2 separate regions of the Zea mays genome follow, and region 1 is linked to region 2. Evidence: chromatin contacts called from public Hi-C data. All regions are on one chromosome and are shown on one strand. Each heading gives the region's core, a stretch centred on a gene start, on an enhancer-like site or on the middle of the called end of the contact. The rest is flanking DNA. Distances are from core to core; before and after follow the strand shown. Region 1 holds the start of LOC103627622 (inorganic pyrophosphatase TTM1). Region 2 holds the start of LOC100279805.

Region 1 (3,518 bases), core at 448-2,947, 200 kb before region 2:
TTGCTGTGAAGAAAGTGGTATATGCCTAGTAACCAGGAACAGGGAACTTTGCCATGTTCCTCATTCCAGGATCGTTTGTTCCATTCCGGGAACGCAGGAACAATATCGTCCCCATGGTATTAAAATCCTTGTTTAGTGGCGCACCACGTACCGCATTTCCGTTCCTCGACCCGTCGATCCGGGAACTTGGTTATACGGATTAAAGAAACTATAAGACAATATGCAAAGTGCTTGGTGATTAGAATTACCATCAAAATTGCCATCGACTATGCGAGTTGCGTCATTATAGTTGTCCATTGATATCACAGCAACATCAGGCATGAAATTGACCACCTTCTCAGTGAACACAGTCTTCCCAGCACCAGAGGGGCCAGCAACACCAACAAATATTATCCCGTCATTGTGCTGTGCCAAAAGCTGGCAAGCACGGATCACAACAAAGAAGCCTTTCTCAAAAGACAGTGGATCATGGAAGCGGACGATCTCATAGCGATCTGAATCTTTCCTTTTCACCAATTGGACCTTGTCACGCAAAAGGTTGTGCCGCCTCCTTGGTGAGTCAGCCATGGAATCATGTTGGTCCATTTTATTCTTCAGGATGCAATTGTAGTCTACAGTCTGCACAACAGATGGAAATAGAAAATTAAAGATATAATAGAGCTATGTGAATTCAGGGTTCCCTAAGAGGCTCAAAACATAGACTGATTGGCTTCAAGGTCGGTGTCACCGAACCGAACTGCCGAATCCAATTATATTGTACTTCCTACTTCCTAGCCCCTTTTCATTGTTTCTTTCACTTTTCCTTTATCTAACTTTTGTAACATACTTTCATGTAACTCTGTACTTGATGTTTACTTTTAGCGCATATTCTACAATGCAGTGAGAACGCCAGCTATTAAGTGCAGAACAATAATTGAGCGCTAACGAAGAACAAGGGGCGGACCCAGTAAAGGACGTGGGTGCCCAATATTTTTTGCCAAAAAAAATGAAGTTGTAAGTTAGTAAGCATGTGTATACACTCGTAATTAGATCAGATCCGAATACGAAATAGCCAAGTAGCTTAAGCGAGGGTTCGGATGGGGTTTCGCACAGCATGAATCGGGTGATCGGTTTCGCACAGCATGAATGGGAGAGGGAGGTTGCGGATACCTAGTGGGTGCTCGTTGGCGGCAAGCGAGGGAGGCCTGGCGAAGGGACCGACGAATACCTGGGCACCTGGCTTAGGGCGACGGCGGCTGTTGCCTTGCCGCGGGAGGGAAAGGACGCGTACGCCTTGCCGCACGAGACAGATCACGCGGGGTGAACCGGAGATGGAATTATGGAAAGGCAGGGGGTGAGTTCAGAACAAGAGAAATACCACAGTTCTCAGGCCCGGGAAGCGATGACGACGACCACCACGAGCAGGACCAGAGAGTTCCTCTCGGTGGTGTCCAACTCCTCACGTGCTTGGGTCGGCGCTGGACGCTCGGCGGCGCTGGCAAGGCCGAATTTGAGCACGGCGGTGTGGGTCGTGGACGGAGGAGGATGCTTCGATGTTAGTGCTACCAAGGGCCGGGATGGACATGGACGTGACTAGTGCTATGTGCTACCAAAGGCGTATGTGTAAAATTTATATGAGTCCTGCTTTATAGCTAACCGTTAAACGTTTTTATAGATTCGCTTCAATAAAAATCATCTATATTAACATAAATACAGAATCGATCGAATCATCATGTTAGTAAAAAACATCCCTTCCTAAACCTTAAACCCTACGAATCCTTCAACTTTCTCCACACACACATAACCCCGTGATATTCATATTCTCAGTTAAATTATCCATGAATCCAAGTTTTTATAAAAGGTTTTTAGAAAAAAAAATTGTACCAAACAGTTATATAGCTGAGGCAATGGAGTAAAACGAGATGGAAACGTAGAATGAGAACCGGTCTCGCGACCAATAGCGCATTGCCTTCTCAGGAATAGTTGTTGCTATGGCTCTATTCTTTACTCTCGTTTAGCCAAGTTGGGTGATTTTTGTATGGCTCTTTTTGCTCTTCTTAGAAATTGTATTGTGCTTTTTGCTCTTTTTTCTTGGAAAAAAATCAACGGACGAAGAAAAAGAAGTAAAGAACATTGAACAAGAGGACAACCCGTCCTGGAACACCAGGTTGAAAAGCAGTGCGGAGCGCGATTATTCCGTGCTCTATATCGTATACGATACAACTTGACTAGCCGAGTCACACCTCCCAAAAATGCTCGGCAAGACGGCAAACCTATAAGGCAGATTCTCTCTCGCACTCTCGCTTGCCTTTCCAGGAAAGTGACGTGCTCACAACCTCTGGCCAAACATCTAGCAAATTGCTGTAAGAGAAAGTACAAATTCTCAAGTCTTGTGATCTTTTTCTTCTTTTCTTATAAGAGATCCTGTGCCTTCGACAACAAATTGCCGAAAACACACGGTAATGGAAGGAAAGCAGAGCATCTCAACCTCGAACACAGACGTACTGACCACATTATTAGAAATACCAATAAGGCAACAAAACAACAAAAAGAATCCAAACCCCTTTCCTCCCCGTCACACTGTCAATCTGGTCAGACAGAGCATCTACTGGTGCAGTACGGATAAACGAGAAAGTTTCCAGATCAGATGCACATCGAACGATCTACACGAACCTTGTCGCCAACAAAAGCTGGATGATTTTCCATCAGTCATTTAAAAAGCTGGCAACAACGTTGTGCTTGTGCACATCTGATTAGCTTGGAACAACAGAAGTATCCACTGACGAGCCTTCATGGCCATCCTTTATCTCTATACTAACTAGTCTACTGGTGCTCACCACTTTACTTGCCGGCCAGAAATTCGCGAGCATAATCTGAGTATACTGTACCGTGCAATTTGATAACATGTTATTCTCAAGAAATTCAACCAGTTCACTACTTCAATTCATGGTACAGCTGCAGAGCATCTTATGCTATGTCCTCTGGACCCAAAATTCAAGTACATGAACATCCCAAAGAAAAACACTAAAATGAAACAAATTCTTTTGAGCTTGCTGCGAGAGAGCACCAAGACAATTGTTGACCTTTGCCAGTACTCCCCTCCCTCACAATCTGTTGCTCTTCATGAGCTCTATAAACTCACCGAAGGCTGTAAAGCACAAAAGACGAATCGAGACATCAGCTAAATCACATTAAGATAGCAGTACGTTCTACACCATGGTGGATCAACAGAAGATTCTAGCAAAAGAAATGTACCTGTGTCGGAATCATGCGGACCTGGGGAAGACTCAGGATGGTACTGGAGAGACACAAGCTTCATCTTGGCGTACTGAAGGCCAGCACAACTATTGTCGTTGAGATTGACGTGAGTTACTTCTGCTCCTTCTGGAAGTGATTCTGGGTCAACTGCGTAGTTATGGTTCTACATGGAACGAAAACGAAACATGCTTTAGGACAATACAGATTACAAATACAAGCTAGGAAGCATCACAGGTACCAAAAAAAAAGTGATTTCAGATTCTCAGTAACATGGACTAGAG
Region 2 (3,492 bases), core at 524-3,023:
CCACATCGTTACACAACTTGGCGACAACTGCTGAACTTGGTAAAAATCCTCATGATCTCGATTGTTATTGCCCTCGATTAAGTCTATCCGTAGGTTCCACGAGCTCTGGCGAACTCTCTCAATCCCTCTCTAAACACGGTTATGGTCTCGGTGGGTCTTGACAGCGATCTCCCACAGCTATGGCGCTCGGTTCTCTCGATTGTTTGTTTGATGGGGCGAGGGAGTCACCTATGATGCTACAACTGGTACATAGACACACGGGGCCGAATGTCTAGGGCGGGGAACAACGACGCGAGGTAAGGAGAGTCCGGGCAGGACTATATTGCAAGGTTTGAGGCGGTTGCAAGGTTGAAGACAAAGCTAACTCTAGGGCCCACTTGACAAAAATTGTGGCAAGCACGCACGAATAAGGCACCTTCCTAGGTAGGAAATGCACTCACCGTTTGCAGCAAACGGGGCAGCTAACACGACCTGGGCCGACTGTTGGCCCAGCTAGCGAGCGGAGGTGGGGGGAGGAAGTACTGGGTCGCAGCAGTGGCCCACAGGTAAGTGAAGTTTCTCCTTTTTCCATTTTTAGTTTCAATTTCAAGTCAAATTTAATTGTTTGAAATCCATATTCGAATTCAAACAAACAAAATAATGATCTAGCATGCAGTGCACAATCATAATTTTATTTTTTCCACTACATTTATTTTAAGAAAGTATTTCTAAATGTATAATCTATATAAAAAGGCAATAATTCAATAAGTTGGAGGAATTTATTCAAATTCCTAGGGAAATAGTCTAGATTACTCCCCTCACCTATGTGCAATGTTCACACAATCCTCTAAAGTATTTTTAGTTTATTATACCTCTTCACTCCTTTGAATTGGTTGAATTTATCCCTTAATAAATTTGGTATATTTTATTTCTTTATGTACAAACCGAGTTTTTAGCTTAAAATTTTGTTGATTAGCAGTTATAATTTAGCCTAGAAAAATATTTTATGATTTTTATAATTATTTTATTAGGTTAGAGATCAAATAAGATAATAACTTTAAGGGGCAATTGTGATTATACTCTTCTCTAACATTGCAATTATGATTTTACCCCTATGTTTGAAGACTAACTCGTCGTTTGCCCCTCCCTCTTAACACCGTTAGTGAAGATTGAAATTAGTGATTACAAAATAAAAATGAAGGGTAAAATCACAATTGTAAGGTGAGAGAATGGTATAATCACAATTAATCCTGAAACTTTCAACATTTTTTCGGGATTAATTGTGATTATACACTTCTCTCACCTTTATATTTTGATTTTACCTCTTAGTTTTTATTTTTAATTACTAATTCTGATTTTTACTAACCCCGTTAATAGAGAGGGGCAAACGACTTCTACGTCACGTCTTTTAAACAGAGAGATAAAATCACAAAGTTAAAAACGAAGTGTAAAATCATAATTACAAGGTATAATAATGATGATGATAAAGTCACAATTGCCTCTAACTTTATTGGTAAAAACTACATATATAATAATGATGATAAAGTTATAACATATTTTTTCTAACACAAGAATAGATGCAAAATGATTTAGATCTTTGATTTGAAAAAATCCAGTTTTTCGATTACCAGCAATATAATGAAATGGAATGATTTTTTTTACTACCGATCAAAATCTTCCGTATCTGCTTTCCACGTCCTTGCACCAAACAAATGGAGATGATTGATGACAACAAATCTGCAAGCATCCTCCCTTCCACAGAAAACTAAAGTAAAAATAGCCAAAAAAATCCACATCAATCACGACTCTGCATCGTGAGGCGAAAACGATAACGGGGTGGGACCCGCATGGCCGCAGCAAGATGAGGAGGAGAGGCAGCAAGGCAAGGCAAGGCAAGGCAAGGCAACGCGCCGTCATCTCATTCTCCCTCGCACCGACGAGGTCAGGTCAGAGACCTTCGAGTACTACTAGTCATGGCCCGCATCTAGAAGGCAGCAAGAAAGGGGGCGGATGGGGCGCGCGTTCGTGTACGTGATCCTGGGCGGCGGCGTGGCCGCGGGCTACGCCGCGCTCGAGTTCGCCCGCCGCGGTGGGTACTCCCGCGGAGAGCTCTGCATCATCTCCGAAGAGGCCGTAAGCTCTGCTTCCTTTTTCTTTTCCCCGTTTCTTTGAGTCTGGATTTTTTTAGTATTCCCGTCTCCCTTCCTGCTAAAAATTACACTGATAGGACCAGTGCCGGCGATGCTTCGGGAGCTTGGATTCCTTATTCTATTTCTCTTTGAGCTCTGATAGGATTATTATCGAGATAACGTATATGTCTGATCAAGTAGAGACTGCGATAGGCAGGGGAAGCAACCTTTGAACTTAGCTTTAAAGGAGCAATTTGGGGGGTCATTGTTAATCTGCAGTTTTATAGTGAGATTTAATCGGTGAGGTATTAGTGCCAAAGTCATTTGTACTCTCCAGGATTGGACTTGGACCATCTTTTTACTAGTATATCATCGGGGAATAAATGTTCGTTCCAAATTCCAAAGATATTTTTGGTGCGTACCTTTTCTACATGCAACAGAAAGGATTATGCACCTTTTCACTTAGCTGTTCCGTGGTCTTATGGTCTCACATCAATGATGAGTATCAACGAACATCCTGAATGATGTTCTTTTTAGACTATACGAAGGCTGACAAGTAGGCAACCAAGAAAACGATGTTTTTTTGGCCGGAGAAGGCATGTAATCCAATTTTTAGGTGTGGATGCTATATGATGAACTATTGCAACAGTACGAAAAAGGTGTTTCAGCATTTTCCATCAACCAAAATGCAATACCATAGGCTCTACATAATCTTTTGACTACGACATACTACCTTTGTTCTCTAATATTTGTCATCTGCTAGTTCATTTTTGAACTAAAACGCGACAAATAAAAAATAATGGAGGGAGTACATGTTTTTTTTTGTTGGTAAACAAAACACAATGTGCAATTTTCTGTTTTTGCAATATCAGATGTGTAAACTCTGGTCATCGAGAACATGTTCTTTTGCTCGCAAAACTTACTTCAGAATCAGAGTACTCTCTAGTTCTCTGTTCTATGTTTTTTTTTATTCAGACACGTGCTTTGCTAGCTAGTTACAATTTTTTTCCTGTATTCTCGCCAGGTTGCTCCTTATGAACGTCCTGCACTAAGCAAAGGCTATTTACTCCCAGAAGGTAACAACTCTTTGTTTTGAAGCATCACAATGTTCTGTTCATTTTCCACAGCTAAAAATATTTCTGGCTAAGGTTGCTCCATTCTTTTGTCGCAAATGTTGGTCTTTTTTATTTTTAAATGGTATGGGCATTGTTAATATCACTGACTGTTATTGACCCCTGAGGTATTTGCAGGTGCTGCTCGTCTTCCAGGATTTCATACTTGTGTTGGTGCTAATGATGAGTTACTGACACCGAAATGGTACAAAGAACAAGGTAGATTTTTAATGTTCTTTACTAGATTCGGCGATTAATTTCATGTATTGAAT

The links. A called contact is a pair of places that touch in the nucleus more often than the background predicts.
Region 1: a Hi-C map of ear shows a contact between it and region 2, with 2.3 times the contacts expected there. The contact joins the promoter of LOC103627622 here to the promoter of LOC100279805 in region 2. A contact is called at or near these places in 5 of 25 Hi-C or Micro-C datasets (bundle sheath, ear, endosperm and 2 more).

What each region holds. Positions count from the first base shown.
Region 1 is chr5:209,562,203-209,565,720 of Zm-B73-REFERENCE-NAM-5.0, reverse strand. It overlaps LOC103627622 (inorganic pyrophosphatase TTM1), which reads right to left and starts at 1,697. Exons shown (of 14, transcript XR_004849688.1): 1 at 1,358-1,697; 2 at 1,208-1,272; 3 at 249-618. LOC100273931 (carbamoyl-phosphate synthase small chain) reads right to left here. Exons shown (of 11, transcript NM_001148323.1): 10 at 3,235-3,400; 11 at 2,866-3,127. The coding sequence ends at 3,084.
Region 2 is chr5:209,363,377-209,366,868 of Zm-B73-REFERENCE-NAM-5.0, reverse strand. It overlaps LOC100279805, which reads left to right and starts at 1,773. Exons shown (of 7, transcript NM_001152761.1): 1 at 1,773-2,112; 2 at 3,133-3,184; 3 at 3,359-3,439. The coding sequence starts at 1,990.